Linked DNA regions of Gossypium hirsutum: region 1 is linked to region 2. A link is a contact called in public Hi-C data. All regions are on one chromosome and are shown on one strand. The core of a region is the stretch at or near the end of the contact, and the rest is flanking DNA. Distances in the headings are between cores, read along the strand shown. Region 1 overlaps LOC107896671 (SAL1 phosphatase). Region 2 overlaps LOC107896742 (ras-related protein RABC1).

Region 1 (6,517 bases), core at 1,166-3,665, 360 kb after region 2:
CCCATCATAATAAAATTTATCCACATTAATCAAAATTTTTATTAACTTTCATCACCTCATAATTTATTTATTAATTTTTTATATACGGGTTAGCTTATTTGCTTGCTTAGTTTTTTCAATTATCTTTAGATTCTTGTTATTATGTATTTTAGAATTAAAAAATATATTAAATGTAAAAATATGATTTTTTAATAAAAGTTATTCTAAAGATAAAATGTGAATACTAATATAAAATTTTAACATGAATATTTAATGGCATAATTAATAATTTAATTTTAATATAAATATTCAATATGACTAAACAATTTAATAATATAAATAATATAAGACGTGAAATTTAATTTAATAATATAAATAGTAGATATAAATAAAATTATTACTATTTATGTTTAGTGATTTTTTTTGGATAATTTTGATTTTTTAATTTGAGAGTAAAAGGTGAGAAGTAAAAATTTAGGGGGAAAATAAAAAGTTTTGGGGGATAAAAGTTTGAGGGAAAGTAAATAGAAGGGAGTAAAATTTTAGAGGAAAAATATTAAAAAAAATTGGGGGATGGATTTGGGGAAGATGGGAGGTGGGATTGGAAGGAAGTAAAAGTTTGAGGAGGAAAGTGGGAGGGAGTAAAAATTATGGGGGAAAATAAAAAATTTTGAGAAAAAGTAAATAGGAGAGTAAAATTTTGGTGGGAAATGGATTTTGGGTAGATTGGGGGGGTTGAGATAGAAGGGGAGTAAAAGTTTTGGGGGGAAAGTAGAAAGGAGTAAAAATTTTGAGGGAAAAGTAAAAAGGTTTAAGAGTTTGGAGTAAAAATGTAAAATACTATAGTTTAATATTCGAATTATTCGAGTTATTCGAATTCGAAAACTCAACTCGATTCGAACTCGAAATTCGAAAAAAAATTCGAGTTGACTCGAATAACTCGAATAACTCGATTCGTTTAACTCAAAATTCGAATTTTTTTTCGATTTTTTCGAGTCGAATCGAGTTTTACTCACCCCTAGTCAAGTCCAAATAAAAAGGTTGGTTTTGTTGGCGAAGGGTCAGCCAACAACGAATTTAACCGATCAAGAAGCTGCCTTGGGTTGGCCAACCACACTATCCCTCGCCTCCTCCCTTTCCGTCCTTTCTCCTCGACCCCTTTCCTTTTTTTTTCTTTGAAGGTATTTTTTTTATTATTATTTAAAAATTCTTTTGGTTTCCAAATTATCATTTTTCTTAATTTCAAAATGAAAACTTTTAAGGAAAAAATTAACAAAAAATATGTAACTTAGGAAAATTTGCAGTTTTAGTTAAAAAAAACTAAAATTTAAACAAAAATTCCCAATTTTAAAGTTAAGATTATTTTAGCAAAAATAAAAAATAAAATGTCTGTGTCATTATTTTATTGGCTAATTTATGCCACTAACCATTTTAACTAACAGTGTTAGTCCATAGCATTGAAGTTTGAGTATTTGATTGTGAACTTTTATTATTTAGGTAAATTATACGTTATCCTTTTCTGAAATAGCTGATCTCTGGCACTTTGATGAATTAGTATCGCTTTTGAAATTTGAGAGTAGATTTGTAAAGGGAGATCAATATGCAGTGGCGTTGGCTTTGCTAGACAGAGGAAATGTTGTTTTGGGAGTGCTGGCTTGTCCAAATCTTCCATTAACTTCCATCAGTTTTGCTCATCCACATTCTCCAAATAATGAAGTTGGTTGTCTCTTCTTTGCTGAAGTTGGTCGAGGAACTTATATGCAACCGCTTGACGGTTCTTCCACGGTCAAGGTCGTAAATTATTTATTATAATTCGGGATTAAATTGTGACTTTTAAATAGATCTTTTATCTAATCACATTTAAAGAATACTCTCATAATCAACTTCTACTGACAAAACAAAATGATGGCAGAGAGAGCCGAAACTACAAAATAGTGACAACAAAGTCTACATAGAGTTGGAGTAGCTATTTAGATCCCTGATTATAATTTGGTTGCTGAGTAAAATAGTTGCAACTTATATATATTTATGGGATTCAGGTGCAGGTAAGTGCTGTTGAAAATCCAGAAGAAGCATCATTCTTCGAGTCATATGAAGCAGCACATTCCATGCATGATCTATCCAGTTTAATTGCCCAAGTACTCTCCTCTCTCTCTCTCTCTCTCTCTCTCTCTCTCTCTCTCTCTCTCTTTTTAATGTAGTGAATATAATGAAAGTACTGAGATTCAAACAGAAACTTGGGGTCAAAGCAGCACCAATTAGAATGGATAGCCAGGTAAAGTACGGCGCTCTTTCCAGAGGAGATGGAGCCATATATCTGCGTTTTCCTCGCAATGGGTATCGAGAGAAAATTTGGGATCATGCTGCTGGCTCTATTGTTGTAACCGGTAACACCAATCTCTCTTAAACCTGAAGGTTTTTAGGTTAGTGACTACTTACATTGGTTTAATCTTACCCCTATTGGATTGGGCCCTACCCTTAATGCTAGGGATTTGATGTGAATATTGCATATTCAAATTCGAATATTTTAATCATTATAAGTAGCCAATTCAAAGTGAATGTTGGTATCATTTACAGACGAAGTGAATGATGATACCATTTGCAGAAATAGTTAAGTGAAATCAGATGTTGCAGAAATTGCAAATATCTTATTTGACAAATTATGATGAAATCTGTTGGGGTCTGCAGAAGCTGGGGGAGTGGTGACAGATGCTGCAGGAAAGCAATTGGATTTTTCCAAGGGAAAGTATCTTGATCTAGATACTGGCATAATTGTTTCCAATCAGAAGTTGATGCCATTACTCTTCGATGCAGTTAGAGCCTCCCTGGCCCAGAAATCTAAGCCTCAGCCTTAGAATTGCTCTCTTAACTCTAAGTCTCTTATTGTTTCCCACATAATCCTTGTGCATTATCCTTATCTCCTATTTTCTCCCCAATGCATGTAAGTAAAGTACAAGTACATTTAAAACTCCAAATTTAGTTTTAAAAGGTAACATCCAAAAGATTTGAATTTGGAAGCTTGTCATTTGCATTATTTTTTGGCATTGCATTTTAAGCTGCATTTGATTGCAGCTAAGATCAAAATTAGGCATGATCGGAGATGTCCAAGAATCTGTCCTAAAAAATGTAAATGCAAATCAAAACCATGGGAAATTATCGCCATAGTTGGTCCCAAAATCTTTCCTATTTAAGATCCCAATCGGGAAATGGAGGTGATCCCAATCGGGAAATGGAAGTGCTTCAATTTTCGTCATCTCAAAGCCCCGTTAATAAAGCTGAGCTAAAGAGAATCTCATGCTATGTTACTCAAAAAGAAGACCTTTCATCTCTTTACAATTAAGGCTCTCTCAAAGCAAGGTTTTCCAAAAATTATTCTGTGAAATAAACAGACTGCTAACATGGAAAGGTGAGGTTTTCAAAAATAAGAGGACTGACCCTGCTTTGTAGCCCAAAATCACACCTGAAAGAAAAAAGGGTTCTTGACTGCTTTTGCTACTTACAAACTTCCTATGTGAGAAATCTTTATGGGTCAAACATGCATGTCTTCCAGTACAATCAATAGAAGGTTAGAAATATACTAATATGCACAATCCTGAGCGTGAAATGAGGCCAAGTATCTAGAAGTTTTTCAAGAGCACAATATTTAAAGGTAACATAACTGAGATACAGCAGGAGGAGCCTAGCAATGCGCTAAACATCCTAAAATACTAAAAGCTTCATTCTTTTGTATAAATGTGAAAAATTTACCTTCGTATAGTAAATGAAAATGCCAACGTTAGTGAAATTGTAAGATTTGCTGTATGATATGCCAAACTTGACAAGAGTGCCTTATCTTCTAGCTATCCTTTTCGTTTTCACTATCCTGCAAAATGATGCCCCTCGCTTTTGCCCTGTCAACACCAAATTTTAAGTCATTGCTATCAACTGATTCAGCAGAATTAAGAATCTTAATAAGAATGATGATAAATACCTGCGATGTGTAGGTACAGGACGTTTAGTCACTTTTGTTGGGCCAGGACTCTGAGCTGCCTGTTTGCCTGGTGTCCAGTTTGAAAAGAGAGAAAAAAGAAGGAAGGGGGCAAAAACGCTTACTTAAAAAACCAATTCCATGACAGCTCAAATTAGGGGTATAGAAAAACAGAAATAGAAAATTAAGAAAGCCAAACTATTAGTGCAGATACTGAGAAAGGACAAAAACAGATTTGCAAAGTAGAAAAGATCACTAACTGAAAGAAAGTGAGAGATGCTCACCCTCCCCTCCTCCCTTTGAACAATCAAGAAACTACAATTCCAGTTTCTCTTTCTTTCAATAAAGAAAGTACTGTCCAGATTCAGTTGGAATATAATCTCAACATTTTCAAAAACAAACTAAATCAATGGATTGAGCCTTAGCTTAGTTGACACCATTACTATTGCAATAGCCAGTAGGACGTGAGTTCTATCGCACTTAAGGGTGTGTTCTCCATTGCAGTGGGAAAGCACTTTTAGCTTAAAAGTGCTTTTCCATTGTAGAAGCAACAAAGAACACTTGGTTTTTGGAGTCCAAAAGGCTAGCCTAAGAAGCACTTTTGGGAGAAAAAGTGCTTTTGAGATAAAAGCATTCTTAAACAAGACGCTTTTGAGAGAAAAAGTGCTTTTCAAAAACCAAAAATTGGCCAAACACAGAAGTAGAAAATTTGAGCTTTTGTCAAAAACGCTTTTTGTCCCAGAAGTGCTTCTTAAAAGCATTGCTAAAGTAGTCCAAAGTGTGGTCAAAAGTGCTTTTCCACTCAAACGCAAAACCTGGGATTTAGGTGTTTTTAGTTTTTGACTTTTGCTTTTGGAAATGAAAATTATCAAAATAATCTTTACTTATATTAACTATTTAAAAGGTATATAAAAAATTAGATTATTTTATACATCATTATATTAAATTATTTAAATCTTATTTATAGTTAATTTTTTTAATTTTATATATCATTGATTTTACAAATAATTTATATTAATTACTTAAAAGATATTTAAAATTTATATTTCATGTATCATTATATTAAATTATTTAAATATCATATAACTTAAATAATTTATTACTTTCTGCTATTATGTTTGGAAAAGGCATTTTAACCTTTAACCGCAATTTTCGATAGAAATGGAGAACACTAAAAATTAACTATTTTTTTTCACAACATTTTGAAAAGCACTTTTGAAAAGCATTTTTCAACCGCAACAGAAATGGAAACTAACCTTCGCACTTTTCTTCCAATTTACGAGTTGAGAAAGAGTTGAGTAGAAATAGGCATTGTATAAAAAATTAAAAAAGAAGAAAATCTAAATCATATGGTAATGAATTCACTGCTAAATTGAAGATATAAGTTAACATACAAACCCTGAAAAATCACAAAAGCATCTCGCAAAAGTAAATACAAAATTTACCTGGAGGATTTTGGCCATTTGTCAAATCTACTTTATCTAATGAATTTATCGCTTTTTGTAACTTTTGCCTCTTTGAATTTAGCTCCAATTGGCTGTGAAAGATTTCATTCTTTTCCTGGTAAATAGAAAGGCTATTTACAATAATATCATTCTTTATAGCTACTACACATGAATTTTAAAAGTATTAATAAAAACACAGATATATACCAACTAAAAGACACAACCGCTACCAGAGGGATAAGCATTCGTATATCTATACGTTAGCCCTACTTTTTCAAATGTTTTGATATAACAAAGTCAAATTATAAATTCTCCTCGGCCAACTTTGCAATCAATTAATATAAGCTCTTGTAAATTTATTTTCAAGTGTTTGTAAACTCATCAAATGATTTAAGTTATAAAATGCCTTAGAAAAATATTGTTTCAAGTCAAATTCTACAACTTTGGGACACTTCTACCAATAGAAGTGCATAGAAGTATCAGTAGAAAGTACATAAAAGTATCAGTAGAACCAAGTCAGAGACCACCCCAAGATTTCTCCCAGACTTCTACCGATACAACTCCAGTTGTATTGATACTTGGGTTGAGTTCTACTGGTAGAAGTAAGTCGGAGCCTTTCAAGCCAAGCATCAGACTTTAACCAATACTTAGGGGGATTTCTACCAATACAACCAAGTCAATGAGCAATTTTTGGTCTACCCTGCACCTTCTACCGACACAACTATTGGTACAAGTCTGAACCCTAAAAACCCTCAGGCTTCTACCGATACAAGTGGACTTCTACCTATACTCATGGCTCCAATGATCATAATTTTTAAAACTTCTGCCGCACAAGTCCACTTGTACCGATTTAAGTGGTCTGCAGTCTGCAATTAATGCACGAATTAATTGCAGCAACGACTCTAATTTGCTCCCACCATCTCCAAACGTCCCAATGGTTGTTAGAAGACATAAATACAAGTCAATAGCTCAATATTGAAGATAAGAAACAAGCTTGTAAAGTCAATTGCACAAAATTCCAATCTTTTTATTGATATTCTCCTTATTCGTCATACACACACTTGAGCAACCATTTTTTTTATTCTTTTTCAAGTGTTATATTGTTATTGAGTGAGCTTTATCATTG
Region 2 (6,478 bases), core at 657-3,156:
CTTTGTTTCCTGCAGCTCAGCTGAGCAAACCCACAAAACACGTCCTTTTGGTTACACTGCTCACTTGCCCCCCCTGCCAATCCTCTAGTCTTTCAGACAGAGAGATGCCTTAAGCTCTGTCTTTTGGCCCCTCTTTCTTCATCTTCTTCTCTATTCTATAATGAAACCAACATAAACATTTTTAAAAAAGAAAACAAAAGGAAAAAGCTATTCTTTGGTGGAGAACAATGGCTTTGAACTCTTCTTTTTGTTTTTTATGCTCTTTATAGTTTAGAAGAGAATTGGGAGGAAGAACCCAGACAAGACTACTTTGTAGAAGTAGAAGAAGGAAGTTGTTACAATCATGAGATTAATAGATCAAAATCCTTTTCCCAACTTGTTAGAACAAGACTTTTCCTGGGAAGATGATGAACTTTCCACTTTACTCTCAAAACAAGAGCAGAACCTACTGTACTATAGCCTTCAAAGCAATGGGAATCTAGATGGGGCTCGCTGTGAATTTGTGAAATGGATGTTAAAAGTCAATGCTCACTATTCCTTCTCTGCTCTCATTGCTGTTCTTGCCATCAGCTATCTCGATAGATTCTTGCTTAGCTTCCGGTTCCAAAGTGATGTGCAAAAAAATGGTGGAAGCAGTGAGCAAAGGAAGATAAAAAATGGTGGTAGCAAGGTGGTGTGGAGGGGGAGATGATGAATAGTGGTGAGGGTAAAAAAAAAATCTAAAATGATGATGTGGCATGCACAGTTAGCCGCCGCTAGGAATTTAACCTTTGGGTGACTAAAATGGAAAATTTTTGTAACGGCGGTGACCAAATTACTTGTATTTTTATTTGGGTGACCAAAATGGAATCGTCTAAAAAATTGGGTAACTAACTAGGTAATTTATTTGGTACTGTGTTATTGTACAATGAAATAATTTCATTTATTCAGATTTTATTCTTTTTAAGGGGCATTAGTAAATATATGTCATTAAGGAAAACATAAACAGGAATCTGACATTCTGACCAGCTAAACCAAAAGTAAGCATCTAATATCACTGTTAATGTGTTAAGTAATCTTGTTAGGGGAGAATCATATTATTGAAGCCAACCCTACTTTTCCTAGATCAAATGCGCCCCTTGGTGCAAAATCTGAAGCTCATAAATGCACAATTTTCAAACATATTGTATTTGATGGTTAGAAAAATATGGAGTGAATATGGTCTGATAATTTCCCTTTTTATGAGCAAATTTTGACTGTAACATGTATACTTGTTTAACAAATAGGCAATATTTGAAGGGAAACAGGTTTCAGAAAGCGAAAAACACACAACAGTTACATACACCTATTTGTGGATCTGGCATGATATATATATATATATATGTATTAAATGCTACACGTAGAACTGCTTGTATTAGGCTTGATTTGGTAAAATTGTTTAGTCATCTTCTATGGAATTGGTTAAGCAAATAATAGCTTTTCCTTTTGGTAAACTTGTATTTCTATTTTCACCAGAATTATAAGGAAAAGAAAAACAGGTTTTTGGTCCCTAAAATTTGCAATTGATATAACAATAATTGCTTCTTCACGAGTGTGTTATTCTTTATCCTGAATGACTGAATCTGGTCTGCTATTTTGATTTAGCTGATGTGCTCTTATCTTTAGGAAACAAAAATCTTTTACTTGATGCTCTCAAACTTTTCCATGCTTTTTGCTATTAGAATATGTTGCCTGGCAAGTGTTGGACATTAGTACATGTTTGACATGGATCTTCAAACTAGTAAATTTTAACTTATATTTTGAGTTTCATATGTTCATATCTTCATGTCAATATCCAATTTGAAGCTCTTGTTATGTGGATGGGCATGGGCTTGTTAGGGAAGAAAGTAATGAAGATTTCCTCACTGTATGATGAAGTGCCTTACTTTCTCCGTCCCTAGTTACACTGGTTTGTTTCCATGTTTGGATTGTATGCAAACCACATAGTTACATTACATATCAGTGGTGACACCTCGTTATTCATCTGAAAGGCACTATCTAATAATATCGTCAACTGTATTCTACAGGATGCAGGACAAGGACATGCTTATTTCGATATTTGTTTAATTAAATCTGTAAACTTTTATGGTTTCAATTGTTATTTTTGGTACTTGTAGATCCATTTCAGGATTTTATTTGGTACATATTTCATTAACATGTACAGTGTGCTTTACAAGTACTTAATTTTTTCAGTTCCTTTGTAATTTGGTATAATGAATTTGAGTCATCAAAATTGGTTCTCTCTCTACTTGTTCTTTCCCCAATATTTATTACCCTCTGTTTCCCTTTTTCATTTTTCTTCTTTCTTCTCAATTCTCTTATCTTCCTTTCCTTTGTTGAGAATTTTCCTTATACCTGCATCATCAAATGCTTTTCAGGAAAGTGAGAGGGTTGTAACAAAGAAAGAGGGAATAAACTTTGCTAGAGAGTATGGTTGCCTTTTCATCGAATGTAGTGCTAAAACACGCGTTAATGTACAGCAGTGCTTCGACGAGCTTGTTCTGAAGGTATTGAATTTAACAGCTATTTTGTTCTGATATTTCTGCCTTTCTCCACAATGCTTTGGTTCAAGCAATAAATTTTAGTGAGCATGAGGGCTATTAGTAAAATTATATCAAAAATATTTTAAACCGGTGATTGAAGTTGCGTTTATGAATCCGTTACCAGTCCATTGTTTCTATTGCAATTATGAACATAATGGATACTATGGCAGTAAATTCTGAAAAAAATATCAGTAGTGGAAGTAGCAGCGTCATTTGCCTCCCTGGTTTAAGCAGATGTTTTAGGGTTTTTTGGACTCTTCGTGATTGCTTTTGTGAATCCACCATTTTTTATGCAATTGTGAATGTAATAGATGTTACAGCAGTCAATTGCCCTTTTATATTTTTGTTAAAGGTTTCCTCAGCTAAGGAATGAGACTTACATTTTTAATGAGATGACATTATCATGCAGATCCTAGATACTCCGAGCCTTTTGGCTGAGGGTTCCAAAGGTGGGAAAAAGAACATCTTTAAACAAAAGCCACCACAACTCGATGCATCGGCAAGCGGCTGTTGCTAATACCAAATCTCAAGCGCGGTGATTCTTACCCACTTCTGACCATTATTTACAGTATGGTTTTTCAATTTCATATGGAACTCAATTTTTATGTAGTATATAGCATTGTTGCTAATCCCGTTTATTTCTCGAAGTCATATTGTGTAGAATTCCACGTTGTATTTGATAATTTGGCTGGCTTGGAACAATTGGATTTAGGATTAAATGGCCATTCAGTTATTGGTGATGTTCTACTCTGGTCATTCAACTACAAAAAAATAAAGACTATAAATAATCATTTACGCTGTGAATATTCCTGTTTTTTTTAAGCCACTCAATCGTGTAGGCGCTGTTGGATTACTGATGCTGTTCTCACATAAGCTGATATTGTCACATGGTTGGTCGTGTAACATGTTTAGCTCAAAAAATTGCCTCATTCTTGTTTTGCCCTCCAGAAGATTGCCTTTATTCGATGAATGCAAGACCGGGTTAGGTTTATTGATTCAATTGGTCGAACAAAAAACTGACAAAAGTGTTTGGTTTAATTATCTATAATAGGATATAGTATAATATTTTTTCTATATAAAAGTATCAGCTCCAAAATGGTAAAAAGTAAATGACAAATTTCCCATTGATATTTTTAAAAATTAATTATTTACTTTTCTTTATTAAAATAAAATATTAATTATTTCTATTGTGATTCTCGTTAAGGTCTATTAAAATAAGATTTCTTAACCCTTTATTTTTATGAAATTAAATATTCATTAATTTTTTTATTTTTTTTTTGCATTTTTTAAAAATAAATTATTTTTAATAAACATAATTATTCATTTTCCGGTGGTTTTTGTTTATAAAATGTCTGTTAAATTATAAATCACAATCAATAAATCAATTATTTTATCTTGATTTCTTTTTTATTAAAAAATTTATTTTTTTACTACCATTAACATTGGAAGTGTTTATTAAAGTAAAACTCTTTAATAAATTGTTTTTAGGCTTAATAGTACAGAAGGTCCTCAAAGAATTTAAAAAAACTCAATTAAGTCCCTCAACTTTTTTCACCCAATTGAACTCTTGAATTGACAATTTTGATGAGTGAGATCCCTTGAGCAATGTTTACTGTAATGGACGTGGCAATCCATGCCAGCAAAAAATAAAAAATAAAAAATAAAATTCTTTTAGAAAATAAGTCCAGAGTGAACTTGAACAATTTTTTATCCAGATTCATTTGAATCTGGACACCAATATGTCCAAATTCATTCTAGAATTATATAAAAGAAAACATAAAAAGATTATAAAACCATTAAAAATTACAAAAAAAGTATTAAAAAATAATTAAAATAATAAATTTTATAGAAATATTAAAATTAATTAAAATAATATAAAGAATAAAAAAATGAAAAATCATATATTGCATCTTTTCCATATAAATTGGACATTAAAGAGTTAATCAAAACCAAACAAACGAAAAGAGTTATTAGGTTTGGTGTATTCTATTGTTTATTTATTTCTTCCTTCGAAAACACATGTGCAAAAGAGATTACCTAACAAACATGTTCTTTGGTATTTCAAATCAATTAAGTTTTCATATAAATATATTCAAAATTAAGATGCAACATTTTCAATTGAAATATAATAATATGGAAGGTAAGTATAAATTAATGGCATCTAAGTACACATAGCTATATAATAAGTTAAAAAAACTCCTAAATATGAAGAAATAATGAAGCAAAAAAAAAATGAATGCTTTTAAATTGAAATAAATGATTTTTTATAAAGATTATTGTTCGATTGTAAAATTAATGGTTCTTTTTAATAATTTTAATGATTTTAAATTTTTTAATTTTTTTAAAAAATAATTTTTATGATATTTATAATTTCAGAATGAATTTAGATAAATAAGTATCCAAATTCAAGATTTAAATTAATCTTGATAACAATATATCTTGATTCGTTCTAGAATTAATCTTTTTATACCACTAAGCCTTGTTTCTATCATATTGAATTTTTATATTTACATTAAAGTATATAAATTATTGTTAATAAGATTTAAATTATTACTAATGTTGCTTATTTATTGTTATATAATATATTTTTATATGTGACGAGGTATAAAACTATTATTATATATTATTTTTTTTATTATATTATGATGACTAATGTAAATTGTTAAATGATTATTTTAACAAAATTAACTATAGATTAATATTTTATATTTAAATATAGAAAATGTAATGTAATGAATAATCTTTTTTATTATTTCAAACTTCACAAATAAGAAAAATATCATTCTTTAAGCATTTTAACAAAAAAAAATTATAATAAAATTTTTTTAGTTATTATTATATATTAGCATGCTTATCACGTTTTGATATGTTGGAAAAGATTATATTTGTATGTAAAAGAAAATTCAAGCAGAAAAGAAAATTCAAGCAGACTTTATTTAGAAATATTTGCTATTCTAAATAATGAAGAACATTTATAATGTAATTGAATTAAAAAAAAAAAAAGATGATAGATTTTCAAAATGGTGACTGGAGAGACACCTTACAAATATCTATTAGAAATGGTTGAAGGAAGTTTTCTAAAGATAGGATAGATGTTTTTCATGCTAAAATGCATAAAACCGGGGAGGCAAGATACGTTGCAAATAAGTTGAATAATTTTTTTTATTTTCTAATCGTCGTGACTACGCTAATATGACCAAGTTTTTATTATTCCCCTTTATATTGGAAGAATGTTGAAATGAGATATGGAACCAACGTGCAATGCCCCTCTCTTTTGGAGGCGAGGTTAAGAAACCTCACAGTAAGCCTGAACACAATCTGATACAACTGACAACAATCTGAATAGGATGGTATAGACGATATGACTAGCAAATCTATACTTATGGCTAGTGATAGACATAAGCAAACTTATTATTGCAATCTAGGAAACTAGTTGTTGGTTTTATTGGTAAAGGTATGTATAGATAAAAGAAATGTTTAATTGCAACTACAATGAGAAAGAAATTGAAATGCATCATTATAAGGAGAATTTCAAGCAATAAATTTCTTCTTGAGTTTCAAATGATGGGAAGAAATAAATGTTTCTTAAGTGGGAATGGGATTGGATAACAACAAAGATTAAAGAGGTAGAACCATGTATGCATTTAGAAATCTAGATCTTCCTAGGTAATGGTGATGGGAGTCCCTCTTTACACTTGGTATCTGATAACTTTTCAAGACATTATTGATTCATGAGAGAGGTAGTATAGATGGAAGAATCACTTATGGAAAGTTTTAGAATGTAAAAGTTTAGCAGTTATGACAACCAAGACTCACAAGTTGGAAACAATTATTCGAGATGGAGGAATCACTTATAGAAAGTTTTAGAATGTAAAAGTTTAGTAGCTATGACAACCAAGACTCACAAGATGGAAACA

What was found. Hi-C and Micro-C count contacts between places; a contact is called where the count stands out from the background.
Region 1: a Hi-C map of hypocotyl shows a contact between it and region 2, with 4 times the contacts expected there. The contact joins two enhancer-like sites. A contact is called at or near these places in 7 of 34 Hi-C or Micro-C datasets (hypocotyl and leaf).

The regions. Positions count from the first base shown.
Region 1 is chrA10:92,402,351-92,408,867 of Gossypium_hirsutum_v2.1, forward strand. It overlaps LOC107896671 (SAL1 phosphatase), which reads left to right. Exons shown (of 8, transcript XM_041079023.1): 5 at 1,560-1,770; 6 at 2,025-2,117; 7 at 2,213-2,366; 8 at 2,668-2,991. The coding sequence ends at 2,834. It overlaps LOC107896672, which reads right to left. Exons shown (of 7, transcript XM_016821898.2): 5 at 5,392-5,506; 6 at 3,950-4,016; 7 at 3,573-3,869. The coding sequence ends at 3,815. Among protein-coding and RNA genes, the nearest start is that of LOC107896672, 6.7 kb to the right of the region's middle. Within about 2 kb of position 2,416, at least 3 of the 9 cell types and tissues checked have an H3K27ac peak or open chromatin away from gene starts, as enhancers often do. A contact at or near this core is called in hypocotyl, where this site is marked.
Region 2 is chrA10:92,046,470-92,052,947 of Gossypium_hirsutum_v2.1, forward strand. LOC107896742 (ras-related protein RABC1) reads left to right here. Exons shown (of 7, transcript XM_016822007.2): 6 at 2,397-2,525; 7 at 2,971-3,365. The coding sequence ends at 3,078. Among protein-coding and RNA genes, the nearest start is that of LOC107896742, 18 kb to the left of the region's middle. Within about 2 kb of position 1,907, at least 3 of the 9 cell types and tissues checked have an H3K27ac peak or open chromatin away from gene starts, as enhancers often do. A contact at or near this core is called in hypocotyl, where this site is marked.